Linked DNA regions of Cricetulus griseus: region 1 is linked to region 2. Evidence: chromatin contacts called from public Micro-C data. All regions are on one chromosome and are shown on one strand. The core of a region is the stretch at or near the end of the contact, and the rest is flanking DNA. Distances in the headings are between cores, read along the strand shown.

Region 1 (4,562 bases), core at 972-3,471, 670 kb before region 2:
TGTTTAAAAAAGAAAAAGAAGAAGAATGGAAAGAAACAACCCATGAGCTTTCTTATGCTGCAATTTGGTTCTCTTTCTTCTCTTTTGAGCTGTATTAGGACGACACCTCTGCCAGGTTTATTAATCTTTGAAAACACCAGCTGAGTGGACTTTCATTTTCATTCTCTCAGAACCCACTCATCTTAGAAGTTGGCCTGACAGCACTCCTCACTTTGGCCAACCGACTCTGCAAATGTCAACTTTGTCCCCAGAGACAACCGAGTGACAAGTGGTAGTTAGACTCAACAGAGAAATCTCTTCAGCAGAAAGCACAAGTCAAAGACAAAACCCCTGGGGAGATTCCTGCAGGGATATCCCCCTGAGGAGTCCTGACTACTTATTTTCTTTTTATTTAGACCAAAGGTGGCTTTGAGCAGTCACCTGCAAGGGATAGTAAATAAGCAGGAGTCAGAGGAGGCTGCAGGCAAATTCCCACCACTCTTTGAAATGTGGATGGCAGGGAAGCTGAGCAGGTCCCTCAGCACTGTCACCTGGGAGAACAGAGGAACAACTGAAATTCACAGAGCTGGCATGGGCATGAGGCTTTAAGTAATGGGGGAAGAAACAGGGGTTCTTCGGAGTTCTAGGATAGGTGTTTCTATCCTAGCAGTTGGATGCCCAAGTCCAGGAAACCCAGAGGACTGAGGCCAGATGGCCACAGTCACGCACTGTCCTCATTGTGGTCCCCTGGTTCTTTTCTCTCTTTGTTGGGTGTCATCACCAGCCTAAAGCAGCCATCAGCAGCTAACACAGCCTCAGTGGCTTGAGGTCCAATGAAGGTTGTTGAAGGTTGATTGAAAGCACGTAACACAGGATGAATGAAATGTTACCTGATATCAAACTCTTCATCGAACTCTTCATCGGATTTGAAGATACTTGGAAACACTGAGACTACATTTTTTTTGTGTGTGCCTTTTTATGGATGCTCCTACCAGCATCAAAATGTCAGGGGTGGAGGGATCTGTCATCATTCACTTTCAAAAAGCAATTTCGACACATCTAATGAAGTATAATTTCAACAAAAAGGCCGGGTTAGACCTCGTCACTTGTTGATTCTGTTGCAGTGAGTATGAGACTTCAGAATTTCCCTTCCAAGTTCAGGATAAGCCCCCCTCCCTCCCCCCGCCCCCTGCAGGCAGGCTCATTATCGGATAAAGGCAAAAGGTGATTTGGATGGTGTTAAACAAGTCATTTACGTGGAGACTTCTAAAGGAAGGGCCTCACAGGGAGGACCTCCTGAATAGAATTCCCAAAGAAAATACTCTACTCGGAATGCGTTTGGCCTGGCAGACACAGAAGTCCTCTGGGTGTCCACACTGGCTCTGGGAGATGATTGAAAGCGAAAGTCATCATCGGCTGGTTGTGGGCCCCACCTTCAACTACAGGCCTGCGGGGTTCATTTATTTCTTTGGCCTTTGAAACAACACAGAGCAAGTGACAACCTAGCAGAGCATCCTCCCGGGGGGAGCAGCGGGCAGAGCTTCAGGCTCCGGGCACTGGGCACTAACCTACTTAAGTGTTATCAGTTAGAACACAAATTGTGATCCTAATTTAAACACGATTGCCTGCAGTTGGGTTGGTAAATAGCCCAACAGGTGCCCCAATGGGGTTACTCTGAGCAAGATGAAGAACCACAAAAACAAAAACAAAACCAAAACGAAAAACCCCACAGAATTGCAATAAAAACTTGAATTTTGCTTTAAACTTAATCATTGGTAGCATTCTTGTTCTCTTAACAGTCACATCGGATCTCAAATTAAAATTATATCAAGACATTGTTTGATTCACTCTCCATTTCCATCAGACACAGAAATCACCAGTTCTGCCCAACCCCTGGTTCCTTGCGACTGCTGCCTTGCGAGCTCCGGGCCCCACTCTAGCGGCCACAGGACGCAGTGGAGCGGCAGAAGCGCGTTCGGCTTCCCGGGCGCAAGGCTCGGGCACGGCAGCGAGCGTGCCCCTTGCAAGCTGCTGATCGAGCGGCCCAGGGCGCTGGCGGCTCTCGCTCCTTCCCGACGCTCGCAAGCCAGCAGCCGCCGCCGGGAACACGGCCGCCCCGTGCCTGGCGCGCTCCAACTCCTGCTCGCCTCCGGTGACCCGGGACAAACTTCTGGCTGGGGCGCGGTCGCGGTCCCTGAGGCCAGCGTGGGAAACCCGAGGCGCTGCCGGGGCGAGCTAGGGTCCAGGGTGGCGCCCCGGGCGGTTGCTCCTGCCCGCTGGGTCGCGCCCGCATCTTGGCGGTGGCCGCCCCACGGAGCCCGCAGGCGCCGCGCAGGCCGAGCTGGCCCCGGGCCGGGGACACGGGCGCTCGCGCCCTCTAGCGGGCCGCGGCGGCTCCGGCCCGGCCGTGACGTGGGCTCCTTCCAGCCGGCCTGCGGGGCACCGCCAGTCAGTCGCGGAGCAGGAGCCCCGCGCGCAGCCGGCGTGGGCTCGGCCTTCGGCGCGCCGCCGCCCGAGGTGGCTGGGTCTGCGGGAGCAGAGGAGGCGGGCTGCAAGCGCGCGATCGCGGCCACGGCCACGGCCACGGCGCCGCGGGCGGCTCGGTCCCGAGCAGGGGCAGCGCTTCGGCGGGCGCAGCGCCGGATCCCAGCGAGGATTTGGGCTCGGCGGACGCGCCCTCCGCTCCCTCTCCCAGCGGCGCCAGACTCCAAGCGGGGGCCAGAGGGAGGGCAGGAGGACCCAGAACACGGTCCCCAGGCCCCGGAACCGCGGGACTTCGGACTTGTGCAACTGTTGCCACTTTGGGATCGGGTGTTTCGCTGCTGGAGCGACTACCCTGGCAGCCTGCGGTGTAGGCTCGCGTCCCCCTCGGCTTCCCGCGTCTAGCGGCCGCCGCCGCTCCGAGGCGGCCCGGCGCGCACTCAGCACCATGAGGACACTTGGGACTTGCCTGGTGACTTTGGCTGGACTTTTGCTAACTGCGGCCGGGGAGACGTTTTCAGGTAAGCCGGCCGCCCCTGCCGTTGCCAGGGTGCATGGGACGTAAGCGTTCCCCGGGTGGGAGAGTCCGAGGCGAGCTTCGGGGCCGGGTTGGGGCGCGCAGGACCCGGCATCGCTTAGCGGGTGAGCCGGGCTGGCCGATGGCCGGAGGCAAAGCAGCCGCCGCCGAGCCCCGAAGACCCGTGCAGCGCACGCTGCAGCCCGCAGGACAAGCCAGGAGCCCGGACCCCCATCTCGGCCCCTGTCACCTCAGGGCCTGGACTTGTGCTCCGGGCTCCGAGTCCCTGGGCCGCCCGGGCAGGAGCGGCAGAAAACTTTGCCTGAAGTTCCCAGCTGCAGCCGCCGGGAGTAGGCGCTGCGCGGGCCTCTCGACCCCGGTGGCGGCGGGCATGGGCTTCGGGTGCTTGGCTGCGCCCGCGGCGATCTCCGGAACCCGTGGTATAGCGGGCGTTCTCCCGAAGCCTGACCTCCCTGCTGCCCCCTGCCCGGCTCGGTGGGCGACCTCCGCGGGTCCCCGCGGTTGCGCGGCTACGCTGTGACAGCGGTTCCCTATCTGCGCCGCGGGAGGTCTCCGCGACCCTAGAGGAATCTGTAGCTCCCCTAGCCCTGGCCACTGTGGCTGGGCGCCCGGAACCCAGCCTCGGCCTCCCTACTGGAGGGCTGCCGCGGCCTTGGCAACTTGCTAACCCCGCCGGGCTGCGGGGGGGGGGGGGGGGTCTCAGCTGAACCGAGGGGACAGGCTGTGTGCACCAAGCCAGCCTGAGGCTGCGCACAGCCAGGCGTTGCGAGCCCTGAGGAGCTCTTGGTGGAAATGGAGGGTCTTTGAGAGGAGTCAGGGGTCAGGCGCGAGACCGAAGCTGGCACCCAGTCCCAGGGCTTACTTCTAGGATCTTCTGTCCCAAGAGGACACACGTGGATGCTTGGCAAACGCTGACAACACGCGCACGCTTTGTCGTGTTCGTTAGTTTCGTGAATGTCCACACACAATGGTGTCAGTGGTGATTTGCATTTTTATTTTAATAAAAAGGCTGCATTTGACCTGAACAGGAGTTACAAAATGGGGTTCTATGTTTTTTTTTTCGGGGAGGGGGTGGCTGAGTAAATTGGGCTTATTTTTTTTTTTTTTTTTTTTTTTTTTTTTTTTTGCGAAGGGAACTTTCATTAAAGTAAGATTACGTTTACAAATGTGAAAGCCACATAGACCTCTGGTCAGTGAAAGCATCAGGTTTGACTTTCTGAGCATCCTGAGACGTTGGTGTTTTGTAATCATAGGGCACAGGCTATACGAGCTGGGTACTGAGACCCTTGACAACAGTTGGTGGCAGAGATGAAGGGAGCGGATGCTTAGCAGTGCTGTGTGCATTGCTGAAACCACTGACTGTTAATAGAGAATGTTGTTGCCCCTACCTCAGTATCTCCTTAACAATGTGAAAACTGCACGTGTGTTAATGCAGGCACACAAGCGGATACAGATTTTGGTTGTGTTATTAGCGAATGCGCTCATTTGGAAGCCTTGTAACTCGTTGGTATTAAAAGCTAAGTTTGAAGACGTTGGTGATGTTTTCTCTTTACTAATATGCCTG
Region 2 (4,763 bases), core at 807-3,306:
TCTTGAAATCCGGGTGAGATTGGTCAGATCCCTATACAAAATGGAAGTACGGCTGAGGGGATAATTTCTATTGTTGATATCAGGCAGAGAACAGCCAGAGGCATCTGGAAGAGTCCAGAGCAGAGAGAGCAAGTAGTAGACTGAACATGGCCAGCAGACTGAACAGGGCCATGGTGGGGAGCAGGAGGGGGAGGGCCATGACAGAGAGACAAGAAGGCAAAGAATCTAGAAGGCACATGGCTGAAACGGCGGGGTTATACAGGAATGAGAGGCCGTGGGAAGGGAGGGCCATGAGCTAGAGTTTAGGGTAGGAGGGGTAAAAACAGCTGACAGCAGAGCCTGCCAGCATGGGACTCTGTGACAGGTACTTGCTGAGAAAGCCTAGATGCCAGCATGTGCTTTGCTCTGCTAATAGGCTCCACAGTTAGCCATCTGTGTGTGGGGGCCGGGGGGGGGGGGTTGTTCTTTTGGACCTGACAATCCCCACCCAAATAGAGGCCCCTGGGCCTTCTCACGGTTTCCACAAGGGGCCAGGCTTGGTCGTCATCGACACCTGCAACTGCACCGTGAAAGCCCACCTCCAAAAGCCATGCCTTGCTCTGCAACCACTTGTGAGTTTTGGGCACCAGCCACATGCTAGGGACAGTTCAGTGAGCATCGGTGCCCTTCATCTTTAACATGGGGCAGAGGAGCAAGCCTGTTGGGGTAGGCAAATGGGTACAAAATGTCCTCAATAGGTAACATTATAAAGGCCAAAAGGAAAGTCGTGCTTGTTGAGGGCTAGAAAGGGGAAGGAAAGGTTGCCGCCTGGCACAGGGTTGGAGATACGCTGGAATTTACCTTGTGCTCCACTCTGTAAATATTGAAACCCATTGAACCGTGTCAAAATGACAGCTAAATTTAATCTAGGAGTATAGCTAGGCAATGCCCATCCTGTAAAACAGAGTTAGCAGGCAGGAAAGTAGAGCCCACGGGGCAGCTTAGGGTGGGTACCAGACTCGCCCTTCAAGTTAGCTCCAGAAAACTGAGCCCTGACTCGGTGTGGCCATTTCCAAGTTCAGTGTGATGGGTAGTCAGATGGTTTCCAAAGCTGGACGACAAGGTCTCAGTCCCTGTCTATTGAGTAGCTGTGAGGATTGACAGTCTCCCTAGTACAGAGAGGATGGTCACCAATGTGACCTGCCGTGAACCAGCCATCTCCAGCTTCCTAGCAGGAAGATTTTTCCAGCAGGAAGATTTTTCCAACTATAAGTGTCCCATAGCCATTATGAAATGTGTCTGAATTTCAGACACGTTACCTCAGGGAGGGAGGTTTGCTTCAGGTAAGCTGAACAGACTATTCTCTTTTGAGTCTTGAGCACTTGACATGCGATGTTTGATGTGCCACCCAGACTGACTGTGCGCCACCCCCCCACCCCACCCCACTCCCCACAGCTCCTCCAGCACAGGCAATGTGTGCTGACAAAGGCACAGTGCCAGCCTTCACGGGATGCCTCAGAACTGCCCTCAGGAGCGCTGAGCTTGTGACTCCCGTGCTCAGCCAGCCACCTGCTAGGACTTTTAAAGAATGACCTCAGCTTTGGGTTCCATTTTAGAAGTCACTTCTCTCTCTTCACAGGGGCCACAGCCAGTCAGAATAAGAGTCTTGAGAGGAATAGCAAATGGCTGTGGTGGGGATGGGACCCTGCTGAACCTCTGCTGAAGACTAAGCACTGCATACCTGAGCCAGCAGCTGTGGTCTGAGTTGGGAAAACTCAGGACCAAGGCATGCATACACACACACACACACACACACTTTCTCAGAAGCATTGGGATAGCTCATGTGGCTTAATTATACCATTCAGAAGCAGGGGAGCTGTGGGAGGAAGCTGCAGAGGACAGGGCTGTACCTGGTGATCAAGTGTAATCAGTTTCCAATGTAGGAAGATTTGAGGCATTTTCCCAGGTGCGTGGAGGAGGGGACATGGCAATTTGTGGCCTTTCTTTGCCTTCCCCTTGTTTTTATGACTCAGAAACCGGTCATCACAGAATCTATGGGGATTGGCAGCTTTCTCAGGATGGATGAGATGGGAGAAGGGAAACTCATTTTAAAAATTATAGTCATGCCTGAGACAGGGCAGCTCTGGGGACCACTGGGCCACAGCACCTTAGCATAGAAACCTAAAATCCCTCAGGAGTCCCCACACCTTTTGTTGTGACCTGAGGCCAGCAGCCAAGAGTCCCTACTAACCGTGTTTGAATATATAAAGGGACCGTTTGCGTAGTCACTGAAACTAATTGCACAGTTAGATCTGAAAAGAATCATTTTTTATGCAATGAGGGATTACATTTCCATAAGAAAAAAAAATCACCAGGATTCACAGAAACTGGAGAGATGATTGGAGCACTTGGTGGCCAATTTGTCAGCATGGCAGTCCGACAAAACGGCCTCTTAGAATTCTGAAATTCAAATTGCTCCTTTTAAACATTCTGGAAATAAAATCATCCAGTGCTAAAATAATCAATCATAGACTAGGAACCAGAAATAGGACTTTGTGGAGGGTGACAGCGTTTCCAGTTCAAGGGTCTAAAAAAGCAAAGGCAAAGAGAAGCACAGGTCGTTGGAGAGACTTCTGGTCCCCCCACATCCCATGCCCTGCCGTCAGTTCTGTGGGTGAGCACTGCAGAGGGCCACACAGGCTCCATCACTGCCCCTCCAATCATGTGGACTGGCACCTCCCACGTTGGAGGACCAGAGCTTGAGGCCTCTTGCACCACCAGGGCTGCCAATGCCAGAAGCAGTTGCTGGTGTCGGTTCACTACGGTGCCAGAGGAAATGCTCACCACACCCGTCGGAGCTCCTGTTCTTACAGCAGTAGCTTCACCTAGAGCGCCCCATACCCACTGCTGTCTACAGCACACCTACTTACACTACTAAAGTATCTCTATTCCACGTGGCCACAAGAGTCAGTAGGTGTCTCTGACTCTGCCATGGTCTGTACTAGGCCAAAGAGGGCATCCGGCCCAGCCAAAGATGCTCTATAGAAGCTTTCTGCACTGTGGTGTCCATGCAGAGATAAGGCCAGCATTGCAGCATAATTGCCAGGCTAATGAGTTGGCCCAACAGGTAAAGGCACTTGCTGTCAAGGCTGTCGACCTGAGTTCCGTCCCAGAACCCACATGGTGGAAGGAGAAAGCTGACTTCCTCCATGCGTTTTCCTTCACCCATCTGCCATACCACACCTCTACATCCTGTAAGAGCAAAACTTAAAAATAATCCATTCCTGTACTTCAAAGAGAAGAACTTCTGACCAAGAATCCTGTGCCTGGCAAGGCTACCATTCATAAATAGCAATAAAATGCTTCAAAGAAAAATCAGCCGGACGTTGGTGGCGCATGCCTTTAATCTCAGCACTCGGGAGGCAGAGGCAGGCAGATCTCTGTGAGTTTGAGACCAGCCTGATCTCCAGAGCAAGTGCCAGGACAGCCTCCAAAGCCACAGAGAAACCCTGTCTCGAAAAAAGAAACAAAAAGAAAAATCAGACTTGGAGGTCCATGATCACTGTTCCTGGCCTTACAAAAGATGCTTAGTGGAGCTCAACATCCAGATGCGAAAGAAAAATAACTACCATCATCAAAGTGGTGAATCCCAACAGGAGAACAGGTCTACAGAAGAGAAATGTAAAGGAATCAGGTATTATCTGTACAATGTATATCAAATCACAAAGGTGAACATGAGAGGCGGGTATGGTGGCACAGGCCTGTGTCCCCAACTCTCGGAGAGGCAAAAGGATTGCAAGTTCAAGATGAGGTACACACCATGTTCCAGGCCAACAAGGATAAGAAGCAAGAAAAAGACATAGACTCTTTAAAGCACATAGAAGAAAATCATCCAGATGGTATGAGTACGTCCTTACTGATCAACTATAACCATGAATACAGACGGACGTGTTCCCTAATTAAAAGATACAGATAGAGTAAATGGGGTTATTTTTAGGTTATCCAATAGTACCATCTCATCAGTAAATAGACACACCACCTGAAAGTTAAAAGATGGAAAAATAAAATTCTAAGTTTTAATAAGAGAGCAGCAGTTAGCTAAATTATACATGGGGGAAAGTCTAGCTAGGTTACACATGGGGGAAAGACTTTAAAGACAATTGTACTGAAGAGCTGACAGTTCCTTATAGGGTGTGATTGTGACTCTATACGCACCCAATTTTATTTTTTTAAACCCACTAAAACTGTTCAAGAAGTGACATGTGCTTCCCAGAGGATATAAGACATTCCCATGTGTCTCTTAATCTCCTTTAGCCTTTACCTAGAATGTCTGTTTTAATCCCATTTTAAATGGTCATATATTTTAATCATCTAAAGTGGAGCAACTGAGAGTCAAAGAGGTTGCTGGTAATATCAATGGCAGAAATAAAAAATATACAGACAAAACCAAGAATTTGAGTCCCCTCCCCTAGCTCTGTAGATCCTGCCTCTCCTCGGGTCCCTGTGTTATAGATGTAACTTAAGCAAGGGAAGATGGCAGAGGTCCCTCATGGCAAAGAGGGCACTGTGGAGCCACTCAAAATCCTGACAGCAGAAGTGTGTGACAGAGGCTGTTACGTTTTAGTGGATCAGAAAGCCCAGACCAAGATATGGAGTGGGTGGTGATAACACCTCCCCGAAGGACCTGTTGCCAGTGAGTACATCCTCCATCTAGACCCCGCCTCCCAGTGTCCAAAACCTTCCAAAGCAGTGCTACCAACTGAGACCAAGAATTCACAACATGG

What was found. A called contact is a pair of places that touch in the nucleus more often than the background predicts.
Region 1: a Micro-C map of the CHO-K1 cell line shows a contact between it and region 2, with 7 times the contacts expected there. The contact joins the promoter of Ptprm here to the enhancer-like site in region 2. A contact is called at or near these places in 2 of 8 Hi-C or Micro-C datasets (the CHO-K1 cell line and the CHO-S cell line).

Annotation. Positions count from the first base shown.
Region 1 is chr2:456,235,683-456,240,244 of CriGri-PICRH-1.0, reverse strand. It overlaps Ptprm (receptor-type tyrosine-protein phosphatase mu), which reads left to right and starts at 2,221. Exons shown (of 31, transcript XM_027397791.2): 1 at 2,221-2,981. The coding sequence starts at 2,909.
Region 2 is chr2:455,561,689-455,566,451 of CriGri-PICRH-1.0, reverse strand. The region is part of intron 30 of Ptprm (receptor-type tyrosine-protein phosphatase mu); the gene reads left to right. All of the region lies in intron 2 of LOC103159579 (a long non-coding RNA gene), which reads right to left. Among named protein-coding and RNA genes, the nearest start is that of Rab12, 130 kb to the right of the region's middle. Within about 2 kb of position 2,056, at least 1 of the 6 cell types and tissues checked has open chromatin away from gene starts, as enhancers often do. A contact at or near this core is called in the CHO-K1 cell line, where this site is marked.